2 separate regions of the Mus musculus genome follow, and region 1 is linked to region 2. Evidence: chromatin contacts called from public Micro-C data. All regions are on one chromosome and are shown on one strand. The core of a region is the stretch at or near the end of the contact, and the rest is flanking DNA. Distances in the headings are between cores, read along the strand shown.

Region 1 (5,142 bases), core at 267-2,766, 150 kb before region 2:
CTACAAACATGCTATCATGGCTGGCTTTTTTTTTTTTTTGTATAGGTTCTAGAGACTAAACTAAGCTATCACCTCAACCCATGAAAAATCTCTTTTGATAAAGTTTCCCTCTCTTTTTCTCCCCTCTCCTTCTTTCCATTTAGTTTTTTCTTCCCTCCCTCCCCACTCCTGCACTCTCTTTCTTATTATTTTCAGGCAACATCATCTATTGGAACTCTGTATGGAGGCAGTATTATATAATGATTAAAGCTGTTACAATAAGCTTTTAACCTTATCAAACTCACATTAAACCACAATGGTCACCATCACTCATGCAATATTTAAAATACACATAAGAAGTAAGTCAAACAGCATCTCCATGTAGCCGGTGAGTGCGTCACAAATGCCAGCAGTTGTTGTTCTTAAAAATAACATCTTCAGAGTAATGATAGCAAAGCCAGCTCTCCAGTTGCTGCTTATGCAAGACTTAAAATTAATCACCAATAAACCTCCCTTGTTGCTTTTGGCTCAGGGAGTCAGCCTGCTGAGGTCTGCTTGGACCCTGATCCTAGCACCCATCTGTAAAGCATGCTGCTTGACTTTGCAGCCTCCATGTGTCCCCTGAGTCACCAAAAACCATGCTAGACATAGCTTCCTAATCAGAATTCCTCTAATGCATGTGTCTGCTTCTTTACAGTTGTAAGTAGACCACAATGCCAGGAGGGTGGCCCACTGATGAGAGAGAAGGCCTGTGAATAGAGCTTAATGTTACCGAAAAAATAGGAAACGGTATCAGTCACCATTATCAAATATTGGGATGCAGAAGAGAGTTGTGGAGGATGGAGGGACAGCCATCCTGGGAACAGGGTAAAACCTTCCTCTGCCGTGGTAACTACCAAGCCTCCTGAGAGAAGAGTTATGTGGTAGCCTCACTTTGACCAGCCCAATCCTAAAGCCCAGTGGCTACAAAGACAGAGCTGGCTTCATGGTAACCCAGAACAGACAACTTCTGCTTACCAGTGAGTACTGCTTTTCCCAATTCTCTTTACTTTACGGGCACCAATTTAAAACTTCCTTATGTGATTATTTATATTCCATGTGGACACTGCACTATAAGGTAAATTATTAAATGAACCCAATCAAAGTTTAATTCAACCAACATCAAATCTGTGCCCATGTGGTAAGACCTAGACAAAGACCTGAAGAACCATGACCTTCCTAGGGCAGCTGATGTTCAGGCAGACAGTGCTGCGGGCCAGTCCTTGGCTTGACTTATGTCCTCTCTAAACACCACAGCACCTCTGATGGATACTCCCATTATCATGTTCAGGTGAGCCACACTTTCACAACCATATGTGTCCAGAGAATGATGGGGCCAAGGCAAAAAACCTTTATCACTTCCCCTGGGCAAATTCTGTTTTCCTCTGTGCAATTTCTCCTCTAATACTCATTTCCTTTGTGACCAGGAATCCAGTCAAATGCAGGCAGCTGAGCTATCGTCACTCACAGTTAGCATTCCAAGTCTTGGATCCCCTCCACTGCTGCTGGGATCCACTTGACCACAACATTCTTCTGATATCTCAATGAAGCCTTTTACGTTATCCTCCACCCCACCCCCATCTTTATTGCAAATGGAACTACACTTCTGGTTTTCAACAGTCTGCCATTTTATCTGGGGTATTTAGTGAGGAATGCACGTTCCTGGCTGGCATTTGTGGGCTCCCAAGCATCTGCTGGTTCCCTTATCCAAACAGATACCTATGGTCAAGACTCTGCACTAGGCACCCTGAGAAGGCAGGCATGGACCTAATCCCCCAAGCAGCTTTCACTGAGCCAGGAGGAAGAGCGGTCAAGGGACACTGTGAGGTGACATTAATCCTCAATTGTCAAGAGGAACAGATACATACATAAGTTGTGTTTCCATAGCCCACCTTAGCAGAGCTCAGAGCAAGGTCAGCTCTTTTCCACAGAACAAATCAACTCTGCGGGAACCACATGCCCCTCACATAGAATACTTTGGGTTGCATGTAAGCCGTTATTTTTTTATGACTTTTATTTTTTATAATCCAGTCATTGCCCCCTCCCGGTCTGCCCTCTCACAGTTCCTCATTCCATTCCTCCTCTCCCTGTCTCCAAGAAGATGTCCCCTGTGACTCCCACCAGGCCTCCCCACTCCCTGGAGCCTCAAGTCTCAAGGGTTAGGCAGGTCTTCTCCCACTGAGGGGAGACCAGGCAGTCCTCTGCCGTATATGTGTCGAGGGCCTCAGACCAGCTCCTGTGTGCTGCCTGGTTGGTGGCTCAGTAAGCCCTTATTTTGCTTGTCTCTATTTTCTAACTGGTTATGAGTTATGAACACGTTTCAATTTGCTGCATTTTGCATCATTCAGTGTGTGTGTGCATGCACTCATTTATGTGTCTGTGTGTATGTGTATATTTGTGAGTGTGCCCATGTATGTGTGTGTACATATGTAAGCATGTGTGTGCGTGTGTATTTAATGAAACATAATTTTTTAAAAGAAAAGAAAAACACCGAAGGGAAACCTGTGAGAACACAGCCAAAGAAGCTGTGTGCGTTTTGTGTCATTTGCTGTAGTCTATCAGGCTTAATGATTGCTTAGGAAATCATATTTTCCCAAGTAAAATTCTAGCTTGGAAAAATATTAGATGAAAAAATCCCCCAAAGATATTGTTTACTCATTATATAATCACACTTGGCAAAAGCCCAGAATAGGGTAGGAGTGAGTATGTTCACGGCCTCATAAAGGCTCCAGTCTTGCTTGCTCTTCTCGGATCCCCAGGCATAAATCAAATCATAAACCATTTCCCTGACAAGTTCTTAAATCTCTGAGTTACACAGAATAGGGCTGCTCTGCTGGCCTTACTAAAACATTAGTAATTAAACACAGATTTCACATCTAAGGTCACTTATTGGAAATGCCATATTAACAGCTCCACATTAACAACAACTCCAAATGAACTGAGTTCCAGTGGGATACTACTTCCCAGACATCAAATAAAGGTGCATTCCAGTGTTCCCACAAAGGTTATTTGAGGAGATCTCAAACCACTCGGTTTCTGTTAACAGTAGATACATTCTTTCAGGTTAATACTACCTTAAGGTCTTAAGCAACAAAACTTTTAAATTATGAATTGGGCGGATGTCATAAAAATGTCACTCAAGTCGTCACATGGATCAACAATTCCATTCAGCCAGGTTGTATGAAGCATGAATGCAGGTGCCAGGCACCACTGACTCTGGACTCTGAAACTCACCTCTCCTTCTCCGGTTCATACTACTAAAATTCTGCTAAAGTTCACTGGCTGGAGAATGGACAGCCTGTGGAATTTGGAAGGCCCTTTCCTAGACAGTCGTTGTCCCTGGTCATGTTACCATCATAAGAGAACGTCAGCCTCACTGATTCTACTGCTACTCGTTCCACACTAACAAGCATCTCCCTGGCAGACACAACCCTAGTCTGCAGCTCCACACTGCAGCTCCACAGCTCACAGCACCTGTTCGTGCTTCATCTCATACTTCAGACATAAATGAGTTCCTCATTATTTCCCCAATAGCATGTCAGTCAAATTCTCTCTCTCTCTCTCTCTCTCTCTCTCTCTCTCTCTCTCTCTCTCTCTCCCTCTCCCTCTCCCTCTCCCTCTCCCTCTCCCTCTCCCTCTCCCTCTCTCTCTCTCTCTCTCTCTCTCTCTCTCTGTGTGTGTGTGTGTGTGTGTGTATACGTGTGCATGCATGTGCCTGCCTGTGTATGTGTGCATGTGCCTGCCTGTGTGTGTGTGCATGCATGTGCCTGCCTGTGTATGTGTGCATGTGCCTGTCTGTGTGTGTGTGTGTGTGTGTGTGTGTGTGTGTGTGTGTGTGTGTGTGCATGTGTGTACTTGTTCTGTGAGTATGAGCCAATGTGCATGACTAAGGAACCAGCAGATGTCCTCATGCTTGAGTGACAGGCACTTTATTTACTGAGGAATCTTTGGAGCCCCTTGAGAGGTATTTAATATTTATCTATTAATTTATTTCAGAGCACTAGGATTTGCTTTTGCAACTCTAGATATTGGGCTCACAGTCTTGGGCATGGGAGACAAGTGCTTTGCCACTGAATAATGCCCATAGCCCCTGAGGGACATGTTTAAAGCACACCATTGAATGGACAAGGTACAGGGAAAGTCTGAGAATTAGGAAGTACCCCGGACTGGTTTAATCCAGACCCTATGAATCCCAGGATTTTCATCCTTCTCTTTCTGTGTTAAGAGCTACTAGTGAAAGCTACTGCTTTTGGTGAGAAAATACAGCCTTGGGGGGTGGGGACCACACAGACATACCTCTCTTTCCCTCTCTCCTATTCCTGTAGTGTTCCTCACTGGCCAAAGCTAACCAGAAGACAGAGGGTAGGAGGCAATCCTGGATGGGGAAGGGTGCAAAATGGATCTGCAGGGCTTAGGGAAGCTTCTAGAATACTCATTTATCAGTTCACTAGAAAATCTGAAAGCAGAGGCATGATTTCTGTGTTTTGGAAAAGTTCTTCTGGCAAGCAGGAGCATTGAGGAAGGACCTCAAGAAATCAAACCTCTGTTGAAATATGCATGCAAGAGTCCAGAGCCCACAATGTGCATCGAAACATTTATCCCAAAGAGGAGGTCACAGATGTGACACCTGAAGGCACTGGGATCGACAGGATCTGACAACTTTCCATATGCAAGGAAAGGAAGTGCCAATCCAACTGACCCCTGGGTACCTGTGGTACGTGGTGCATGCCAATCTCATTGAGGCTTCAGAACCATTCTCAAGCCCACCCCTGTGGTAGGATTCTAGTGCTCTTCTGTACAAAATGAAAGTGCCTATGTCATAATGCCTAAAAGGAACACAAATGGCCAATGCCTCACAGCTCCCCTTTACTTAATTATAATGGTAATTTCCATCAAAGATGATTGAGTACATATGTTTGTGTTGGGGGTGGGGAGTTCATGTGTGCATAAGTGCATGTGTGGGTGAATGTATGTGGAGGTCAAAAGCCAACTTCAGGTGTCATTCTTTAAGGTACAGTCTACCCTGTTGTTTTAGATAGGGTCTCTCACTGACCTGAGTATTTTTGTTAAGAAACTACAGCCAGAGGGGAGTTGGGCACAGACATATCTTTTTTCCCCAAGCAG
Region 2 (4,758 bases), core at 604-3,103:
AGCAGTGTGAACAGTGTCACATGTGCAGCAGTATGAACATAAAATGCCCTCGAGGATCGCATACTGAGGGTTTGATCCAAAGATAATGGCAAGATTCTGGAACTTCTGGAACTTTTAAGAGACAAAGCCTAGTTTAGAGTCAGTCAGTCACGGGAGGGATATGGGGGAGAGTAAGGCTGTCCTTTCTCTCTCCCTTTCTTTTCCCACCCTACATCTCCTTGCTGACCACTCTAAGTGCCGCATCTGTCACACCATGATGCTCTGTGGCACCACGGTGGAGATGACGGATCCAGCTGGCCATGGTCTGAGACCTCCATCCCTTGAGACGAAGCTCACATTCCTCCTTTTAAGTTGCTCTCTCAGGTGTCTGTCCCAGTACGCTAAAGTCTGGCCAATTCAGGGTCTAAGAACTGTCAAATCCATCAGGCAGTGTCCCAGCTTGCAGACCTTCTATGTTTGATAAGAATTAAAGGGGCCCAGTCATGTTTACCCAGAGCCACAATGATATCCTAGCGGAAAGCCCAGCCATCACCGACCATTCTAAAGCACAGGTCCCAGCCATGACAGGAAGCAGGCATGGCCACAAAGGCCGACTGACCAAGGGTGGACATGAAGTTGGTGGCTAAGAGGTATCAGAACTCTGTGTTCTACATGATTATGGCCTTGGCCCCATGGACGCAGGGCTGGGGGGGAGGAGGGCGATGGATGAAAGCCAAGGTGAGAGTTTTATAAACCACCCACCCTCAGCAAGGACTATTAGCACTTCTTCTCCAACCACGTCACACCCACAGCGTGTTCTGCCAGCAGTGGGCAATGCTGGAGGCTTTTACACTTTAACTGGTCAACAGGAGAGAGAATGTAAGGCCACAAGGACATGGGAAAGACCAGGGAGACCCCTTCCAAGTCTGGCTGCCGTCACCCCTCAAAGAGAAGAAAGATGATCTGCTAGATAGCACAGTGACCAGTGAGTCTCCTCAGCTATAGACCTAACAATGGGAAGGGGGAGCCAGATCTTCACCCGGCACGTGCTGTTCAAGCTCAGCAAACCACAAATGCTGTGGCCTTTAACACCAAGGCTGCTCTCCTGGGCCATCTTCTGCTACAAAGCCACCCCAGGAACAAGCAGCCCTGCTAAGGACTAAGGCTTCATTCAGAGATGGTTGACTGTCTCTCCCTATATGTCAGGCAGGAACATTCTAGAAACTTCCACTGCAGTTAGGGTTTTAGAGCGTGTCATGTGCATTAAAGTCTTCCGTTCGGTTTAAATACTTACATCATTTTCTAAAAAATTAAACATGCTCCTTTCGGCCAACTCCTTTGACTCTTCAAACTTCTCTACTGCTTGTCTGATTTCTTCCTCGGGGATCTTACCTACCCGCCGCTTTTTATAATCATAATCCAGGCGACGGCCTTCCAGCTTTCTCAGGTGGTGCTGAAACGAGAAAGGAAGTCCTCACTCACTAAGTGCTGAGGCTCACACTGTGGCGTGACTCATGCCCGCCATGATGAGGCTCACCGAGGATGGAAGAGGTGTGACTCATGCTGTGGTGTGACTCACACACTGATGAGACTCACACCACAGTATGTGCTTAAGTGCACACACTCTCTTTCTTATGGCTATGTTCCTTGTTCTGGGCCTAGTCCTGCCCGCTGCTGTTTGAGAGCGTGAGAGCTGCGTGCATACGCAGGTGTTTTGGTCTGAGCCGCGCCCATCCTCTCTCCTTTACCTTCCCCCTCCCCCCACCACCAGCATCAATTCCCTTCCCAACTTCACGTGCTCTTGTAAATCCATGGAGGCCACATAGTCAGTTGTGCAAGGACACAGAGCCACCTGCTGGAGAACTCCTCAAGAAAACTGACCCCTCCATCCCCTAGAGGGAGTCCAGTCCTAAGCTATGGGGTGGGATGCTGTGAGCCTCGGCCCCACCCACTCTTCAGGTAGAAACCAGTTACATCCTCTGCTCTGCACCCTCTGTCTCTTGCTGAAGGCCACCCACCCTGCCTAGCATTCGAAACATTTACAGAAGGACACATGATGGGCGAGGGGTGGGCAGCAGGTGAGAATGAGAGTCTGTGTGGAGAATAAGGAAGGATGCAGTGTCCTCGCTCAGGTAACCCTTCCTGTCTCCACAGGACTCCCTTCCCCAGTTCTGTTAACATACACAATGTCTAACCACCCTAACTCTACAAAAAATAAGAATATTTCCATTGCCAATTCCTCCAAAAACGATGATGATGACGATGATGATGTAGCGTGTCAAGGGATTCTCGACAGGTTTGAATACCACAGGGAGAGATCAACACAAGCAGGAAGACTGGACATGGGGGAAGGAAGATGGGTCTTGGTGGGGTGAGAGGGATGGACCTGGGCCCAGTGTGGAGTGGGCATGCTTTTCCTGGGATGGAAGGAAGGGGTGACAGGTGAGGGGATCCAGAGTTGTCCAAATAAGGAGGGGGACCAAAACAGCAGCTTTCATTTCTCATCCAGCCTTCCCGGGTCCTTCTCTGATGCCTTCTGCTTTTAGAATAAACTCTAAATGCAGGTAAAGGCATCTGGAGTTCTCCAGGACTCCCAGGCTTCTCTCCCTCCATAGCTACCTGGTCTTCCCCTGTGCCCTGGGTTCCTAGACATCCTAACCCTGGCCCTTCAGCAAGATGTGCTGCCTATTTACCCAGCCCAGTCATCCTGGACAGCTCCTCGGTGGCCTTTCCTCATCCAGCTATGCGGAGGATGGTGCCCCTCCTCAGGCGTCCCTGCTCTTCTCTCCAGCATTGGTAACTGCTGTTTTCCTACCTCACGTCTATATGCTTCATCTGTTTGTTGCAGGAACACGCCACATAGCCCAAGTTCTCCTTAACTCATGATCTCGGTGGCTACACTCTTAAAACTGTCTGGGTCTGGAAAGATGGCGACAAGACTCAAATGAGTCTGCAGCTGAAGGGAGATGTCAATCAAGTTTGAAGGCAGTGAGCTATTCTCTACAACACCACAAGAGGGCGCCTGGACCTTCAGCGCCGAAGTCTGGCAGTCTGCATTGCTTGGAGCTGGCTTGGAGCTGGCTTGCACATCTGCAAAAGCAGCCGAGCTGAACGAGACCTGGAAGTTCCCACAGACACCCTGGACAAAACAATTTCTTGCAGGTTTCCAGGATAAAACTGCCAGTTTCTAGACAATGATTTTCTCGAGAAAGAATGAAACAGAATGACCACAAGCACACAACCGATACAGTGTGATATTAGCAATCAAATCTACACCCCAAAGTATGATGTCGTTGTGTTATATGAGAAGTGGCTGCAGAAATATGATATTCAGCCTGGCTCGCAGATGACTCAGTGAGACGAAGAACAGGACAGTGACAGCGGAGCCTGCACCTCCACCCAGTCTGTCTGCCAGGAGAAACGGATCCCGGTACTCTCTCAGGAACCCATATAATATAGTAATCGAGTGCAGTTTTCAACCCTCAGATAAGACTGTGTGGTTGCCGAGCCCACGCAGAAACCTTGGTTTTAAGTCGTGGTATCATGATGAGCAGCAGCTGGCACAGGACAGCCAGGAAGACTCACCCCGATCTCCTTTAAATCTTTGTCTTGCAGTAGCTGCAGTGGGTCAATAAAAGTTTGCTTCACATTAATATCCAGAGAGTCTTTCACCTCAGCCATGAGTTTCAGGGCCTCACCAACATCTACCAACGAGTTGCCTTGAACAGAAGAACACAATGATTCCTTCAGAATGACAGTCTAGGTTGGGGTGACACGGACTGTGGTACAGTGAGGCTTCACTCTGAGGCCTCTGCTTCCTGACTCAGAACGAATGGGAAAAGAAGAAAATCTACCCATTTCCTGCATGTGTACCTGTGGCCTGCCCTCTCCCCTGTCCTTAAGAGTGAGTTCGAGGCCAGCCTGGTCTACAAAGTGAGTTCCAGGATAGCCAGGGCTATACAGAGAAACCCTGTCTCGACAAACCAAGAAAGAAAGAAAGAAAGAAAGAGAGAGAGAGAGAGAGAGAGAGAGAGAGAGAGAGAGAGAGAGAGAGAGAGAGAGAGAGAGAGAGAGAAAGAAAGAAAGAAAGAAAGAAAGAAAGAAAGAAAGAAAGAAAGAGGGAAAGGGAAAAGGAAAGGGAAAGGGAAAGGGAAGGGGAAAGGGAAAGGAAAGGAAGAGAGAGGGAGGGAGGGAGGGAGGGAGGGAGGGAGGGAGGGAGGGAGGGAGGGAGGGAGGGAAAGAAAGAAAGAAAGAAAGAAAGAAAGAAAGAGGGAAAGGGAAAGGGAAAGGAAAGGAAGGGAGAGAGGGAGGGAGGGAGGGAGGGAAAGAAAGGAAGGAAGGAAGGAAGGAAGGAAGGAAGGAAGGAAGAAAGAAAGAAAGAAAGAAAGAAAGAAAGAAAGAAAGAAAGAAAGAAAGAAAGAAAGAAAGAAAGAGAGTTGGAGGGTCAAAGCACTTCCCACGTTGGCCATTAGATGGAGACAAAGTTCTTCTGTGGAAAATCAGGTCTGAAAACTGGCACCAAGGGCTCCTTACAAGATCAGAGATAAAACATCTTTGTAACAATGAAGGGATGGATTCGTTTGTGGGGATCTGTGTTAACCAATTCAGATTACAATGGAAAGAAGGCCTCCCTCAGCTTGCCGTGGGGGCGATAGGAAGCCATTCATTGCACGAGGTCCTAAAGTTCTGGAACCTCCCTGGGGTCTTGGGTATCAGGGATGCCCTGTGGACAGGTGGGGTGGTAAGGGATGGTTCTGGGATGTGGACATCTTTAGTGAC

The links. A called contact is a pair of places that touch in the nucleus more often than the background predicts.
Region 1: a contact with region 2 is called in a Micro-C map of the HL-1 cell line, with 2.8 times the contacts expected there. The contact joins two enhancer-like sites. A contact is called at or near these places in 3 of 484 Hi-C or Micro-C datasets (the HL-1 cell line, nephron progenitors and palatal mesenchyme).

The regions. Positions count from the first base shown.
Region 1 is chr7:82,419,170-82,424,311 of GRCm38.p6, reverse strand. The region is part of intron 3 of Adamtsl3 (ADAMTS-like 3); the gene reads right to left. Among named protein-coding and RNA genes, the nearest start is that of Adamtsl3, 86 kb to the right of the region's middle. Within about 2 kb of position 1,516, at least 43 of the 459 cell types and tissues checked have an H3K27ac peak or open chromatin away from gene starts, as enhancers often do. A contact at or near this core is called in the HL-1 cell line, where this site is marked.
Region 2 is chr7:82,272,801-82,277,558 of GRCm38.p6, reverse strand. Sh3gl3 (SH3-domain GRB2-like 3) reads right to left here. Exons shown (of 9, transcript NM_017400.7): 5 at 3,565-3,698; 6 at 1,274-1,432. Among named protein-coding and RNA genes, the nearest start is that of Gm32903, 19 kb to the right of the region's middle. Within about 2 kb of position 1,853, at least 51 of the 459 cell types and tissues checked have an H3K27ac peak or open chromatin away from gene starts, as enhancers often do. A contact at or near this core is called in the HL-1 cell line, where this site is marked.